Linked DNA regions of Hordeum vulgare: region 2 is linked to region 1. A link is a contact called in public Hi-C data. All regions are on one chromosome and are shown on one strand. The core of a region is the stretch at or near the end of the contact, and the rest is flanking DNA. Distances in the headings are between cores, read along the strand shown.

Region 1 (3,036 bases), core at 63-2,562:
CCAGCCGCAATGATCAATCAGATAAATGCGCCATGATCAGTCCCCCGAGTACAGCAAATCATGCAACACCAATTCAATCATCCAGCACACCAGTAGTACTAGTACGTGATCCGTAGCATGCATGGCTCACTCGCCTCATACATACAGTCACATGACCATAATTCTCGCTGGTACTATTTCCCGGTGATTGAATCCAAACACATGAGCCACAGCAAGCTTGGCCGGTAGCCATCAGATTCAGAGGTGGTGAGGAGAGCAAAGCATGCAGCAGCAGCAGCAGCACAGCAGAGGCCATGATACTAACCAACTACACGTACACTACGTACGAGACGCGCGCAGAGGAAAAACTAAACCTGGGTCAACTTCGGCGAACGGCGAGGCGGAGGAGAAGACAAAAGTATATTCATGCGTGACGACACCGACACCGGCCGGGGGCAGCCTTGTGATCACGGCGAGAGGAGGGGAGGCGAGTGAGCGCATCATGACATGGGACTGAACTGGACGGTGAAAAGGGCCGAGAGATCGGGTAAATAATATTAATAAAGCTTGTGCGCGCAGAGTCACTGACACGGGGAGGTGTGGCGGGGCCGGCCGCCCATGCCTCCCTCTGCGCCGTGTAATTCAGAGTGGGGTTGCCTGCTTGGTCGTGGTCTTGGTCTTGGTCTTGGTGGACGGATAGAGGGATCCCGTCCAGTCCAGTCGAGGCCAGTCCAAGTCCGGCATCGGGACCTCTGTTTGACCACCACCACCACCACTGTGATGCCGAGAATAACACAGCAAAAGTTTGGGGCATTGGAGTTTGGGGCGTTAAAAGCGCACGCATCTCGAGAAATGCTAGATTTTCAAAAGATTACTCTGTATGCTTAATCCGTGTCAGTGAGAGATAATCAGATGGTGATTTTCCTACTCCGCGCCAGTGAGAGAGATGCCACTGGCCAGATAACTTTGTGCAATGGGAGAGGGGTTATGTTTAATCCGGGCGTGCAAAAGAGGCTGGGCACTTTCCGTGTAAATAAAAAATAAAAAGAAGAACAGCCGTCTGAGGTTGTTGGTAACAAGTACTCCTACAGGTGCAGCAAACGGCTCTCTGTTCGTGCTAGCAGTAATTGTAGCACAGTAACAGCCCAGCTCTGTGGTTTCACTGCGTCGATGAGACCTTTCGTTGAAGTGGAAACACACGTAAATTTTCTTTGGGGGGGTTTGGAAAGGGAGTTGTCACGGCCAGAGAAGAGAAGCTGCGCTGTGGAGTCCTGCGCAAGTAGAGAAGAAGAACTAAAAAAGGGCAAGACATCACGGCGTGCCTGTTAGATCTCTGCTTACAGTAGCCAAGTCCCCACTGAGAGCGTAGCGTAGCGTAGTGTGTTCTCTTCTCCCATCACATCACGCCCATCTCCTTCCCTCCCCATCCCCTTCTTCCTCCCTCAGCCCCCCCTCCCCCACTCACTCTCACTCTCACTCTCAGCAGCCGCCGCCCGAACAGGGATAGACAAGGAAGCACACATCCAGCGGACCAGCACGGGGCAATGGAGTACGAGAGGATTCACAAGGTCCAGGTACGGGCTCCATCTCCTGAGGCCAGCACAGTGGCTCGCTTGATCCCACCCACCGAATTAGGGCCTGCTCTGTTCATACCCGTTGTTGCCGTTCCTGATGCTTCATTTTTCCAGTACATTTTTTCCTTCCTTTTTTTTCCGAAGATATATATTTCGTTTTCTGGATATAGATGTGCTTTCTCTGCTCCTCATTTCCAAGTCTACCATGTTTTGTTGCGTTTTTATAGCAGCTTCCATTCTCCTATAGGCAGATCAAAGCCAGTCTCCCTATTTTGCAATGAGAAGATTATAAAGTTAGTCTCGCTGTCAGACGTCGGAGCCGAGCAATTTGGGAGCCTTTTCTTTTTTAAGAATCTAGAGTTGGTTAGCGGTTTGTTTATAAACTGTAGCTCTCTTCAGTTATCACTTGTTGGGCAAATCTGTTTTGTCAGTCAGAGTGAAGCTAACTAGTTCAAGTAAAGCGTACTGCTAAATATGCAGAAAAACTGTCGTCCCTTCTGCATAGGCAGTGGAAATCTAGAAAGAACGCCCATTTTTCCGAAGAATTTGGCGTCGGCACTGTTTTAGTACTACTACGTGCTAAAGTGATGCTGATTTCACTACCCCCGTGTCCCAGTCAGGAAATACAAGTGTCAAATGGTCAATCCACTGTCACTGTCACAAATGTCTAAAAATTTGCATGACACCAGCACTTCTAATTTCTTGGAAGTTTACAGAGCTATAAGCTTCCTACGGTCCTACCTAGAAATATTTTGAACAAGATATAATAGAGGTTACCACCTTGAATCAAGACACTTTATTAAGTTATAATGCTTCCGTAGATGAAGACTTACCTCTTTGTTCTTCATGTAGGCAGGCGCCCTTTCTCCCACAAAGCTGAGGATGAAGCTGCTGGGAGCCCACAACCGCGTGAGGGTCATCAGCAGCAGCTCGTCGCGAACATCGCCTTCGAAGAACGCCGAGCCATCGCTAGCGCAGAACAGATTATTAGTATGCGATGTTCTTGACCAAGGTACATACATAACGCTAGCCTATTTGTGTTTAACTTACTTTTTCCCTGATTAAGGTAATCACATCTATAGCCATCTGGCTCTGCTTGTAGTTTCAGACAGCTCCGGTGCCGCCAAATGCCCTGCAGCAGTCGGCAATACCGAAGTTGTAGACAAGGATCCAGCAGTAGATAGCTACAAGGTTCAGAACATGCCCAAAAGTTCAGTTCACCAACCTGCGCCGAGCAACTCAAGCATGATACATCCAGTGCGAACTGTCGAGGAGGATGGTAACGAATGTGACAGCGGTCTTGACAATGCTAGTACCAGTAGCTTTGAGTTCCATGGAGGCGAGAAGACGGCGGCGGCGCAGAATCCAACCGCAGGCTACTTCTCTAGACAGGCTTCCTCCAAGTGGAACGACGCTGAGAAATGGATTGTGAACAAGCAGACTGTTCAGCAGAACACCGCCAAGGGCACATCGCAGAACCAGA
Region 2 (2,822 bases), core at 323-2,822, 140 kb before region 1:
TATTGCTGTGCAGTTCTCGGGAAATATACTCGTCAAGCAGGAATAGCATACCACCATACAAATCAAGCCAAGATTTGGCAACGACGATATGAAGCATTCTCACCTCAAATGGAGCAAGGCCAGACTGCCCATCCAAGTTCATGATGGAGGTACCAGTGACAATCTTGTACAGCGGCTCTGCTATGCAGTACGCCACAAGCAGCCCAAGCAGATAGTTGTAGTAGGGCGAGCGTATCTTGTACCGCTGCACCTTGTAGTCCTTGGTCGTCCTCCATATTCGATAGAAGCAAACGCAGAAAAGTGCGAGGTACGAGATGCACACCACCAGGGTGTCGATGCCGCAGGGTGTGTATGCGCCAAATGCACTCTCCACAGCGCGAGACCACGCCCCATCCTTCACCGGCTGACAGTACCATTCCAGTGGTTTGGACCCCATCTCGACGCCTCCCTCTTAGCAATCCCCCCCAGTCCTCGCTCAGTTCTGATCTCCCCCTGAATTCAAGAAACAAAAGCAACGAAACCAGAGAGAATTCAGCCAATGACCTGCAGTATCCTACAAACGTATGTACCAACAAAATGGGCAACAACTAACAAAGATTTCGGTGCCAGCCAATCAATCACTGTAATGTTGGCAACATCAATGTGCCCACAAAATTCTGCACCAACTAAACAGGTAGCAGAGTCTTAGGTAGCCAAGCAATAAATGCACTTGCAGCATCAGTATACTACACAGAAATGCCTTCAATCAATAAATGGTCAACGAAAACTGTACAGCAAGGAAGACTTCGGGCAGCTAACCAATCTACTATCACATACAGATTCGTTGCACGCAGGTTAAGCATAATCCTCACTAAACCTCTATGCGTTGACCAGAGCATGAAGCACGAGGCTCATCGCGCACGATCGACTCCACGGTCCACAAACAGGATTTGAAGCACAAAAAGGTGGAGAGGAAAAAAAAACAGAGAGGAGAAAAACAAAACGCAGAAAGCTCGACATGTTTTTCGCCTCCTGAACCGAATCCATGGGAAAGCAGTCAAGCAGATACGATACGAGTGTTGCAGACGGAACACGCCTATCATGCGAGTTAAATAGGAATTAGTACATGAAGAAAAAAGCTTCATCATCATCGTCCCGAGAGAATACGCGCCCAGCCGGTCCAAACCCCGCAGGAACTCCCGCGAGCCTTCGCAGCTCTTTTTACGCGGTGCTCTGGGAGTAATAACCAGAGGCTTATTGGAAAGGGAACCTTTCTGCGGCAAGCGGCGCCGAGTTATCTTCTTCTCTCCGGGGGAGATGAGACGAACGAGAGCCACCCAAAAGGCGGGCTACGCGACAAGGCACCCACCCAATCCAAATCACAGGAGCCCACGCCCCCCGGAGAAACCTCGGGGAAAATCCAACCGAAAAAACTCGCCGCGCCGAGATCGGTCGCGGCTGGGCGGGAAGGCGTCGGCGGCGGAGCTCACCTCGCGGGCGCGGGGGCGGGATCAGGCGGAGAGGCGGCGGCGGCGGCGCACCCGAAGCAGCGCCAGCATCTCTCTCGCGGCCTCCCTGCGTCTCGTTGGGAGGTGGGAGGGAGGGTGGGGAGAGGGAGGGAGGGATTATTTATGGGTTTGGATTCTGGCGATTGGCATGGGGGTGGGGGGGTTAAAAGTCTGCACTCACTGTTTTTTTCCTTTCCTTTCCTTTTGGGTGCGACTGGCAGGAGGAGGAGGAGGAGTGCTTGCTCTGATTCTCTTCCATTTCTTTCTCTCCGCGAATTTTTTAGGTGGTGTACGTAGAATAATACGGCGCACGGCCCCGCTTTGTCCTTTTTGCGATTTTCTACGCGCGGTCCGGCGCTGTGTAGGCCAGCGTGACACGTGATCCCTCCCTCTACAGATCGAGCCACCGGTGAACGAACGAACCAGCATGGCAAAAAGTACTCCGGTGGTAATATGCTGCTGTAGCTACTGCCGCGTCTCCCGAATACAGGTAAGATTTGGGTTCCGTTTTGACGAGCCTCCCCGCAAATTGGGTAATGCTACATGTACGGACGTTAAGTTTACAGGCTGATTCTTGAGTTAGCATGTTTTAATTGGATTAAGGGTGAGAGTTGGGCCCCATCCGGATGAAAATCAGGGAGGGGTGAGGAAAGTTATGAAAGGGTCCGTAGCCATCCTGTAACAGTCTGTATGTGTAGCATTTTTGTCGCAAATTTCACCACACAAAAACAGTTGGTACTTCCTTCCTTTCTAAATATAAGTCTTTTTAGAGGTTTTTCGACAGTGGATTATATTTTAAAACATAGATATTTTTTTAAAGTATAGATTCATTCATTTTGCTTTCTATGTGGACCTATTTATATTTTGAAACGGAGGGAGTATTTGACATGGTGTTTCTGCTGCACGTAACTGTAAAAGAAATGCACATATGTTTAGATCGCGTAGTTCACATGATGTACCAATTCAATCTTTGAAAGGTGTTTATATAAGATGTTTATACGATGGGGTATGTGTTTGCGCATTCATAAAAATAAATGTATATGCATATATATATATGTATGAACGTTTGTAACTGTATTTGAAAATAGTTTAGAGAAAAAAATGTAGTGGTAGTACTTGTGTGGAATCATTTTCGTTGGGAACAAAACTGTGGAATCAATCAAACAAAACTGTGGGATCCAAGCAATTTAATTTCTCTTTTTTGCGAAAGGAACCCTAGCAACACTAGGCCGTGCGTTCCAACGGATTTTCTAAGCAGCGCTCCCTAATCCCAGGCGGCTAACAAAAGCTACCTTTCCCCATGATTATTTATTTAAGCATAATAATCTGAGCAGA

Evidence for each region. A called contact is a pair of places that touch in the nucleus more often than the background predicts.
Region 2: a contact with region 1 is called in a Hi-C map of leaf, with 2.5 times the contacts expected there. The contact joins the promoter of LOC123427802 here to the promoter of LOC123427801 in region 1. A contact is called at or near these places in 4 of 6 Hi-C or Micro-C datasets (leaf and seedling) and 1 of 1 datasets of contacts at active chromatin or transcription factors (embryo).

Annotation. Positions count from the first base shown.
Region 1 is chr2H:611,800,401-611,803,436 of MorexV3_pseudomolecules_assembly, reverse strand. LOC123427801 reads left to right here and starts at 1,312. Exons shown (of 6, transcript XM_045111928.1): 1 at 1,312-1,553; 2 at 2,406-2,565; 3 at 2,662-3,036. The coding sequence starts at 1,524.
Region 2 is chr2H:611,944,028-611,946,849 of MorexV3_pseudomolecules_assembly, reverse strand. LOC123427802 (ABC transporter C family member 2-like) reads right to left here and starts at 1,572. Exons shown (of 29, transcript XM_045111930.1): 1 at 1,470-1,572; 2 at 104-492. The coding sequence starts at 436.